Linked DNA regions of Triticum aestivum: region 2 is linked to region 1. Evidence: chromatin contacts called from public Hi-C data. All regions are on one chromosome and are shown on one strand. Each heading gives the region's core, a stretch centred on a gene start, on an enhancer-like site or on the middle of the called end of the contact. The rest is flanking DNA. Distances are from core to core; before and after follow the strand shown.

Region 1 (3,833 bases), core at 1,060-3,559:
GGAGGGAGTAATTGGGAGATGGAGTTTAGAGGAGGAAGTTTAAGGTAGGATTTGAAATGGGTGTTTGCTTTTAGTCCTGGTACCCTGTTTTGCAATAGACGAGAAACTCTTGAGGAATTTGATTTGTAGTTTTAAGACATCCCAATTTATGATGAAACACTAAGATTTATTAAACATTCTTTGAGCAACGATGCACATTTGGACCGTTAAACTTCCAGTACTCATCTCACTTACATCCGCATGCCCATCAACTCCCGACCCCCTGAATTCCCCATCCCTTCTAACCAAGTTTTTATTTACTTATAAAAATACCTGGTTATTATGTGCGTTTGTTATGGTGGTTGTGTCTTCCTAGTGGTTCTGTGGGAGATTATGTGTAAGAGGCTGCAGTAAGATCAGTGGTGGACTGATGGGAGTAGAAATCTGAACACCCTTTGGCATCCTTGAGACCACAGTTCACCATAGTTCCGTCATATGACACAATCGTCTTCATGTGTGTGCACCACGTACTGGACAATAGAAGATAATATTTAGCACTGCAGCTCTATTCATTCACACATATCTGTTTAATTTGAAAATATGATGGACTGTTGGTAAATCTTTACTATGCTCTTTTGCTCCTGTTAGATTTATTTGAGTTAAAATGCTGGATCTTTTGCACAGGATTTGAACATTGGTGTAGCCCTATGGTTAGCTGCTAGCGGGGATGGTTGGGTGAATGGGCAAGATGGTGATCGCTACAAACACAAGTCAACATCTAGAGTCCTTTTAGTCGGTTCTGGAGCTGATGAGCAGTGTGCTGGTTATGGTAGACATCGTACTAAATATAGAGTTGGAGGGTATGTATGCATTGATTTAGTGCACTGCATTGCTAAATAATGTGACTGTCGTTTGAGATATTTTTGCAGATATTGCAAAAACAAATTAAATTCATTTTTTGTACCCCTATTTAGATGGGTTTCACTGGACGAGGAAATGAGACTAGATGTGCAAAGAATTTGGAAAAGAAACATGGGAAGAGATGATAGGTGCATTTCTGACCATGGCAAGGAGGTAATCTTCGTCATGCTTTTTTAGTTCAGCTTTGGCTATAGGCTTTTAGTGGCTGATGTGTACCCATGTGCCCATGACAGGCTCGTTTTCCATTTCTTGATGAGAGTGTGATCAGAACATTGTTGGAAATCCCACTATGGGATATCGCTAAACTTGATGAGCCCGTGGGGAAGGGTGATAAGAAGATTCTGAGAGAGGTTTGCATTCCGTTTTTCTTAACTCTACCTATATTTAAGTTGTTACAGACTATGTTCTGATCTCCATCCCCTTTTGCTGATTCAATAATGTGACACTGTTGCAGGTTGCAAAGCTGCTGGGTCTACAAGAAGCTGCTTTTTTGCCAAAGCGAGCAATCCAGGTACATAATTTATAACCATTTGTTTCCTTCAGTAGAATAGTTGTAGTGTTGTGTGTTGATAAGTTACACTATTTGGATTGTACTCCCTCCGATCCATAATACTTGTCGCTCAAACGGATGTATCTAGACGTATTTCAATTCTAGATACATCCGGATGAGCGACAAGTAATATGGACCGTAGGGAGTTGTAGACAACAATATGTGTCCTCACTTACAATCCATCTGATGCTTTGTGCAGTTTGGTTCAAGAATAGCAAGGGAATCAAACCGCAAGAACTTTGGCAGCAACCGAGCCGCGAACCTGGCATCGGCAGGCAGCGTGGAGGTCCACAAGCGTAACCACTGACGGGGCAAACAGACCTAAATCGACATGCCAGATGCTGCATTGCCACATGTTCCCAGCGGCACAGATGCCGGTGATCGGTCCGGTTCTTCTGTTCAGTTCATCCTGTTATGGGTTGTAGTCATGTTGGCATGAAGCATGCCAATGCTTTATCACTGGCTGTTCAGCCATGAAAATTTTGTTCTTTCTCATACCGTCTTATTCATTGCAACCATGGATAACAGAACAGAGGAATCTAGTTTTTATTTTCCAGTTTATGTCTGTACTATTTTTATTTTTTTGAGGCAAATGTCTGTACTATTTTAGTGTTGTCCTTTGGCATATTTCACTTGTAACTGGGCCAGTTGGGCCGCCTTCCTCTGCGGAGGCCCGAGCAACAGAACCCCGTCGTGGAGAACACGGCGTCCACGCTGGAAAGAATCCACGAGGCGAAACCAACCGTCCATCGCCACGTGTCCCCGCCGAGCTCCGCGCACCCGGCTCGCGCACACGGGATTTCCACACGCCCTCCTCTATAAAGTCAAGCGGACGCGTTCTTCCCTTCTCCCCAAGGCCTTCGTCTCCACCTCCCCTCGCTTCCCCGCCCGCGTGCTCGGATCAGAGAGAGCCCCACCCAAACCCCCCGCGCGTGCTCCCCTCCCCAAACCCTAAATCCCCAACGGTCTCCTGCTTCCAAACCCACCCCGCTCCCGATTTCCCGCCCAATCCCCGCCCCCAGCCACCGCGTCGTCTCGCGCCGACCGAATTCGAATCCCGCCGGGGGCGCGAGCTCGAGGCGGGCGGTCGGGCGCGCAATTCCGGCGCGCGGCTGCGTCTAGCTCGCCCCGGCTCGCCCTGGATGGTGGCGCGGACGGCGTGGCCCGAGCAGAGATCTAACCCTAGCTCCGGATCTGGGACCGCCACGCCCGCCAGGTGCTCGACGGTATGACCGGTCGGGAGCGGCGGGAGGACAAGAGGGAGCAGTATGAGTGACCGCGCGGGCACCAGCGGCAGCGGCAGCGGCAGCGGGGACGAGTTCGGGAGGGCGGTGGCGCGGGCGGCGGTGGCGCAGGCGCTCGAGGCCGCGGGCTTCGACTGCACGCACCGCTCGGCCGTGGACGCGCTCGTCGACGTCCTCCTCCGCTACCTCACGCACCTCGGGAGGGCCGCGGCCTTCCACGCCAACCTCGCCGGCCGCGCGCTCGCCAACGAGTACGACATCATCCAGTCCCTCGAGGAAATCGGCACCGACTTTGATGGCTTCGCCGGGGCCGGCACCTCAGGCCGCTGCCTCGTTGGCTCAGGCGTCGTCAAGGACCTCATGGCGTTCGTCGACTCCAAGGACGAGGTGCCATTCACGCGTCCATTGCCCAAGTTCCCTATACCCCGCGCTCCGCAGCCCACGCCCAGCTTTGCTGTGGCTGAGAGGGAGACTGGGATGAGGCATGTTCCTGAGTGGCTACCGGCCTTCCCGGACCCACACACCTACGTCAGGACAGAGGTGTGGAGTGAGCAGGCGGCCAAGGACAGGGTGGACATGGTCGAACAGGTGCGGCAGCGGAGGAAGGCCGAGAAGTCGCTGCTCAGTTTGCAGCAACGATTGGCCCTTGCGGGCGCTGATGGGTTTCGGCCAGCGGTTTCTGAGGATAGTGCAGCCAAAGGGAAGGAGATACAACCGGCTGGGAGCAAGAGAAATCCTTTTCTTGAGCCTGCTTTGCCGCATGGAGACAAGGAGGTGTCAGAGGTTGATATCCCTTCTGAGCGGAAGAAACTTTCTGTCCTTGATGCATTTGCACCAGCAATTCAGGGTGCAAATGCTATGGAGCTTGATTCTGGGACAGGTTGGGACCAGAATCAGAACCAAAAGAGCATTGTTCCAAAGGTGAGGGCACCAGTGCACCTGAAGATTGGAGTAAACAAGAAGCCCCTGGCAGTGGCCCTCAATTCAAATTCCATGGATCTGAGGGAGGACCCGTCGTTTTTGAAGGAGGAACAAAAGGATGACCGGAAGCGGAGGGCTGGGATGATATTGAGGGCATCAATGGATAACCCACAGGAACTGCCCCAGATTTAATATGGTTGGTGGAAGAAGTGCAGTGC
Region 2 (4,310 bases), core at 1,426-3,925, 450 kb before region 1:
CTTTGAGAATTTTTGCATCTGCTTGTGAAACACCCCTGCGGTTAGCTGTGTTCCGGATGAGAGAATAGCATTCAGAGCTTTACTCTAACAGCAACAATCACCAGAAATCAGGAAGATGTAAATTATTCACAGCAATATAGTATCACCGGCTTAATTCACTGCATGAACTGGAGGACAAAGTTCAAGAAGACCTAACAAAAAGGGATCCCCAACAAGTTTGCGACGACTTGCCTGATAATTCACAAAGCATGAGAACACCTGATAGAGTAATACATATAAAGTACTATTTTGGCTGCCATTATTACCAACCAATGTCTAAGAACAACAGTTTCACTCCTTAATCCACACTAAGAACATGTGTGATGACCATGTTGATGAGAAAACGAAAAAGGCAGTGCAACACCACACCATTGAATGTCCATTATTGCCCTATCTAGTCCCGTTTAGATGACCATATTATGGCCAAAGTTGTGCATCAGGAAGACGGATCCAGCAAATATACCAGCAGCCTTTAGCACCTTCTGTAAATGAACAAATAAAAAAACAGTAGTAAGAGGTTTTTGTACCAACAGGAGATATTGTCCTAAACAACAAGGGTACAATATCACTATAAACTGCAAGCAGTTAATCTAGTATTCCTTAACCCAATAACAGCCCAGCCCAATTACAGTACTCAAGTAGTACCAAGAGATAACATGTAGGAACAATTTCAAATCATTTTGCGCCTCACCACAACTGGGGGTTCCACTTTATGGCCAGAAAGAACACATAGGAGAAAAAAATACAAATGTTCAGCTGTCAGACGACAAATTCAGAGATAGGATCCACCATTGCAAAGTTTCAATGTCAAGCATAACTTAAAAGTTAGGAATCCAACAATAAAAAATATTGGTTTTCAGGCAGAGATTTCAAACATCTCAGGCAGAAAATTAAAAGATCCACAGGATCATTGCCAGGCATGGTTTACCAAAATTGTAAGGATAAGTAACTGAAGTAAGTGATTCATAAGTAACTAAAGTAAGCGATTCATCAGCGAAGGAAACAAGGTTCGACTGACTAATACTACCAATTCTTTAAAATCCCATGATTTGTTGTCCTAGATCCTACATATATCCTATGAATTGCGATCATAGTGTGGAACCTTGAGAGGATCACATAGCAGAACACAAGGGGGAGCACAAATTCAAATCCTTTTGCACCTCAATAAACATGAAGGTTCCTCTTTTAGTCAAAAAATAACACATGGGACAATAAAATATAAAGGATCAACTACCAGACATAACTCAAAATACATCAGAATATCCATTAACCAACAGCAAAACTTCAATGTCAAGCATAACTTAAAGTTTGGGATTCACCAACAGAAAAACGTCGGTTCTCAGGCAGAAATTTAGAAGATCCACAAGATCACGCCAGGCATAATCTAACCATTAACCAACTTTTTTTCTGAGGGTAAGTAACTAAAGTAAGCAATTCGCCAGCAAAGGAACTAAGGTTGTCAACCTAGATTGACTGACCAATCCTACCAATTCTAGAACTGTCCTTCGATTCGTGATCCTAGATCCCACATTGAACCTATGAATTGTGATCATAGTGTGGAACAACCATGAGAGGACCGCACCCGTAGTTGTGCAGAACAAAGAGGGGAACACAGCCGAAGATAGAGGTGGATCTAGACACAGCCATAGTTGTGCAGAACCTAGAAAGTTAGAAGTTATATGAATTTACTAGTACGTAACAAACGCCACAAGTCAGTACTGACGACTAACGCCACATTATAGTCTCATCTTGCAGATAGCCAAGTACAGAAGGCTAAACCGATGGCATTAGCAAGCGAACGTAGCAAGTTAGAAGTTATATGAATTTACTAGTACGTCACAAACGCCACAAGACAGTACCGACAACCAACGCCACATTATAGTCTCATCTTGCAGATAGGCAAGTACAGAAGTCTAAATCGATAGCATTAGCAAGCGAAGCGTCTTAGCGGTACAGAGTCAGAATGCCTAAATCAACTTCATTGGCTTTTTTCCATGCCCTAATTGTGCCCCAAGCCTTGAGCAGCAGCATCACAATTCACAAGCAAAGCTGTTGAAGCACAACATAACAGAACCACACATGGCTTCACGATGTGCTAGCAAGTTCCTGGGTCATATACTACACATCAAAAGGGCGGCGAACAACCTAACCATCCAAATTCTAAACCGAATCTCTCACCCGTATCAGTTAGCAAAACAGACTACCATACTAGTAATCCCATATCTCAGCAATGACGCAAGAACAGGTTTTTCTTTTTGCGGGAAGCAAGAACAGGGTAATTAATAAGTAGGCGACGCATAAATAACTAGATCGAAGGGAGAGGAGGGAGAGGGGCTGACATAGTTGACCGCCCAGTTCTCCTCGTTGTTGCACTGCGAGTCCCAGAACGCCCTCATCTTCTCCAACGCCGCCTTCGCCGCCGCCATGTCCGCCCTTTGGATCTCCTCCCGCTCCCTCCGACGAGTTCTATCTGGTTAGGGTTTTTTTCTTCTTCGCGCGGCGGCCGGTTACGTGTTATGTTAAGGAGCCCACTTCTTCTCTATATCGGTCTGTTGGGCTTTGCACTCGAATTTTGTGTTGCGACTCCCCTGCAAAAAGATTAAAAAAAGAGAAAAAGGAGGAAGGGGAAAAAAAGGAGAATATAGGAAAAACAAAAAAAAAATCCGACTCCGCTGGGGATCGAACCCAGAATCTCTGGTTTCGTAGACCAGCGCCTTATCCATTGGGCCACGGAGTCAATTGATGGAATTTTTGGGCTTTGTTACTATATATTGGTTGGGCCGTACATAATAAAAGAGCAAAAAATGAAGTTTCGTAGACCAGCGCCTTATCCATTGGGCCACGGAGTCAATTGATGGAATTTTTGGGCTTTGTTACTATATATTGGTTGGGCCGTACATAATAAAAGAGCAAAAAATGAATACGACTCCGCTGGGGATCGAACCCAGAATCTCTGGTTTCGTAGACCAGCGCCTTATCCATTGGGCCACGGAGTCATTTGATGACATCATTTCGCCTAGCAGCTTACTAAACATTATTTCCGTGATTTAATAGTCATTCGTCGCCAACGTTGGATTTCGTAGCGCTGGAGAGATGCCACGTCTCCTGCTTGGATGGATCAGCCGAGACCGCACACACCAGCTACACCACTCCACCGAAGCGAAAGGGGACAAAGGTTTGCACGTCGCCAAGTCCTGAACCATTACCTAGCAGAGCAGGGATCCCATCGACGAGGCGAGGACAGAGGTGGATCAACAATGGCGTCGCTTCTTTCGCCGAACACCGTCGCTGCGACCACGGCGAGGCCGTCCGGCAGGAGGAGCCGCCTTACTCCCAGTGTCACCGCCATGGCAACCAAGGGCCCGAAGCCCAGCTCCGGCGGCACGAAAAGATCGTCGGTAAGCTAGCGCCTGCCGTTAATCCCTTGCGCTATCAATCTATTTCATGTCAGACTCCATGCGTGCGTGCGTGTAAGAACTTGCAATATACCGACGCGCGCGTGTGGCGCATGCAGGGCACTACCACGGTGTTCCCGGTGGGGAAGCCCGCGGGCCCGCCGCGGCCGGCGACGACGAAGGGGTCGGCGCCCGTGAAGCTGCTGACGAACGTGGAGAAGCTACGGCTGCTGACCAAGGCGGAGAAGGCGGGCCTGCTGTCCGCGGCGGAGCGCGCCGGGCTGTCGCTGTCGGCGGTCGAGCGCCTCGGGCTGCTGTCCAAGGCGGAGGAGCTCGGGGTGCTGTCGGCCGCCACCGACCCTGGCACCCCCGGCTCGCTGCAGGGCCTCGCGCTCCTGCTGCTGGCCGCCGGCCCCGCCGTCGTCTTCCTCGTCCCCGAGCAGTACCCCTGGGAGGTGGCGCTCCAGGCCGTCGCCGCCCTCGTCTGCGTCGCCGGGGGCTCCGCCGCGTTCGCCGCGTCCAGCTTCGTGTCCAGGCTCCAGGGCTCCTCCGGCTGATCTCGACGAACTCTGCTTGCTTCAGCATCGACCGAGTGTCAATTGCCGCGTTTGATTCTAGCACCAATGATCTTGCGTAGAGTTAATCTACTTCTGTAAAGATGGGCTGATATTTATACGATGCGCCATTCGGTTGCAATACTGCAGGTTTTTGTATTAAGGGGCGTTGTCGAACTTCTGATGGAAGCACTTCTGTCTTAATTTTTGGGTATCTTTATTAGTAAGCTTGCACGTGCTCGGGTAATGCTCTTCTCAAAGATACATCTAGTCCTATTCAAATGTATTCTCTCCGTTCCAAAATAGATGACTCAATTTTATA

Evidence for each region. Hi-C and Micro-C count contacts between places; a contact is called where the count stands out from the background.
Region 2: a Hi-C map of leaf shows a contact between it and region 1, with 9 times the contacts expected there. The contact joins the promoter of LOC123102511 here to the promoter of LOC123102508 in region 1. A contact is called at or near these places in 2 of 5 Hi-C or Micro-C datasets (both in leaf).

Annotation. Positions count from the first base shown.
Region 1 is chr5A:107,357,804-107,361,636 of IWGSC CS RefSeq v2.1, reverse strand. LOC123102508 (transcription initiation factor TFIID subunit 8) reads left to right here and starts at 2,309. Exons shown (of 2, transcript XM_044523891.1): 1 at 2,309-3,833. The coding sequence starts at 2,719. The coding sequence ends at 3,807. It overlaps LOC123102506 (asparagine synthetase domain-containing protein 1), which reads left to right. Exons shown (of 15, transcript XM_044523890.1): 11 at 664-839; 12 at 954-1,053; 13 at 1,134-1,250; 14 at 1,355-1,411; 15 at 1,650-2,009. The coding sequence ends at 1,757.
Region 2 is chr5A:107,804,287-107,808,596 of IWGSC CS RefSeq v2.1, reverse strand. LOC123102511 (mitochondrial import receptor subunit TOM5 homolog) reads right to left here and starts at 2,675. Exons shown (of 2, transcript XM_044523895.1): 1 at 2,379-2,675; 2 at 108-521. The coding sequence starts at 2,465. The coding sequence ends at 444. LOC123102510 reads left to right here and starts at 3,180. Exons shown (of 2, transcript XM_044523893.1): 1 at 3,180-3,437; 2 at 3,554-4,235. The coding sequence starts at 3,297. The coding sequence ends at 3,991. It overlaps TRNAR-ACG (transfer RNA arginine (anticodon ACG)), which reads right to left and starts at 3,035; the gene lies at 2,963-3,035. TRNAR-ACG (transfer RNA arginine (anticodon ACG)) reads right to left here and starts at 2,776; the gene lies at 2,704-2,776.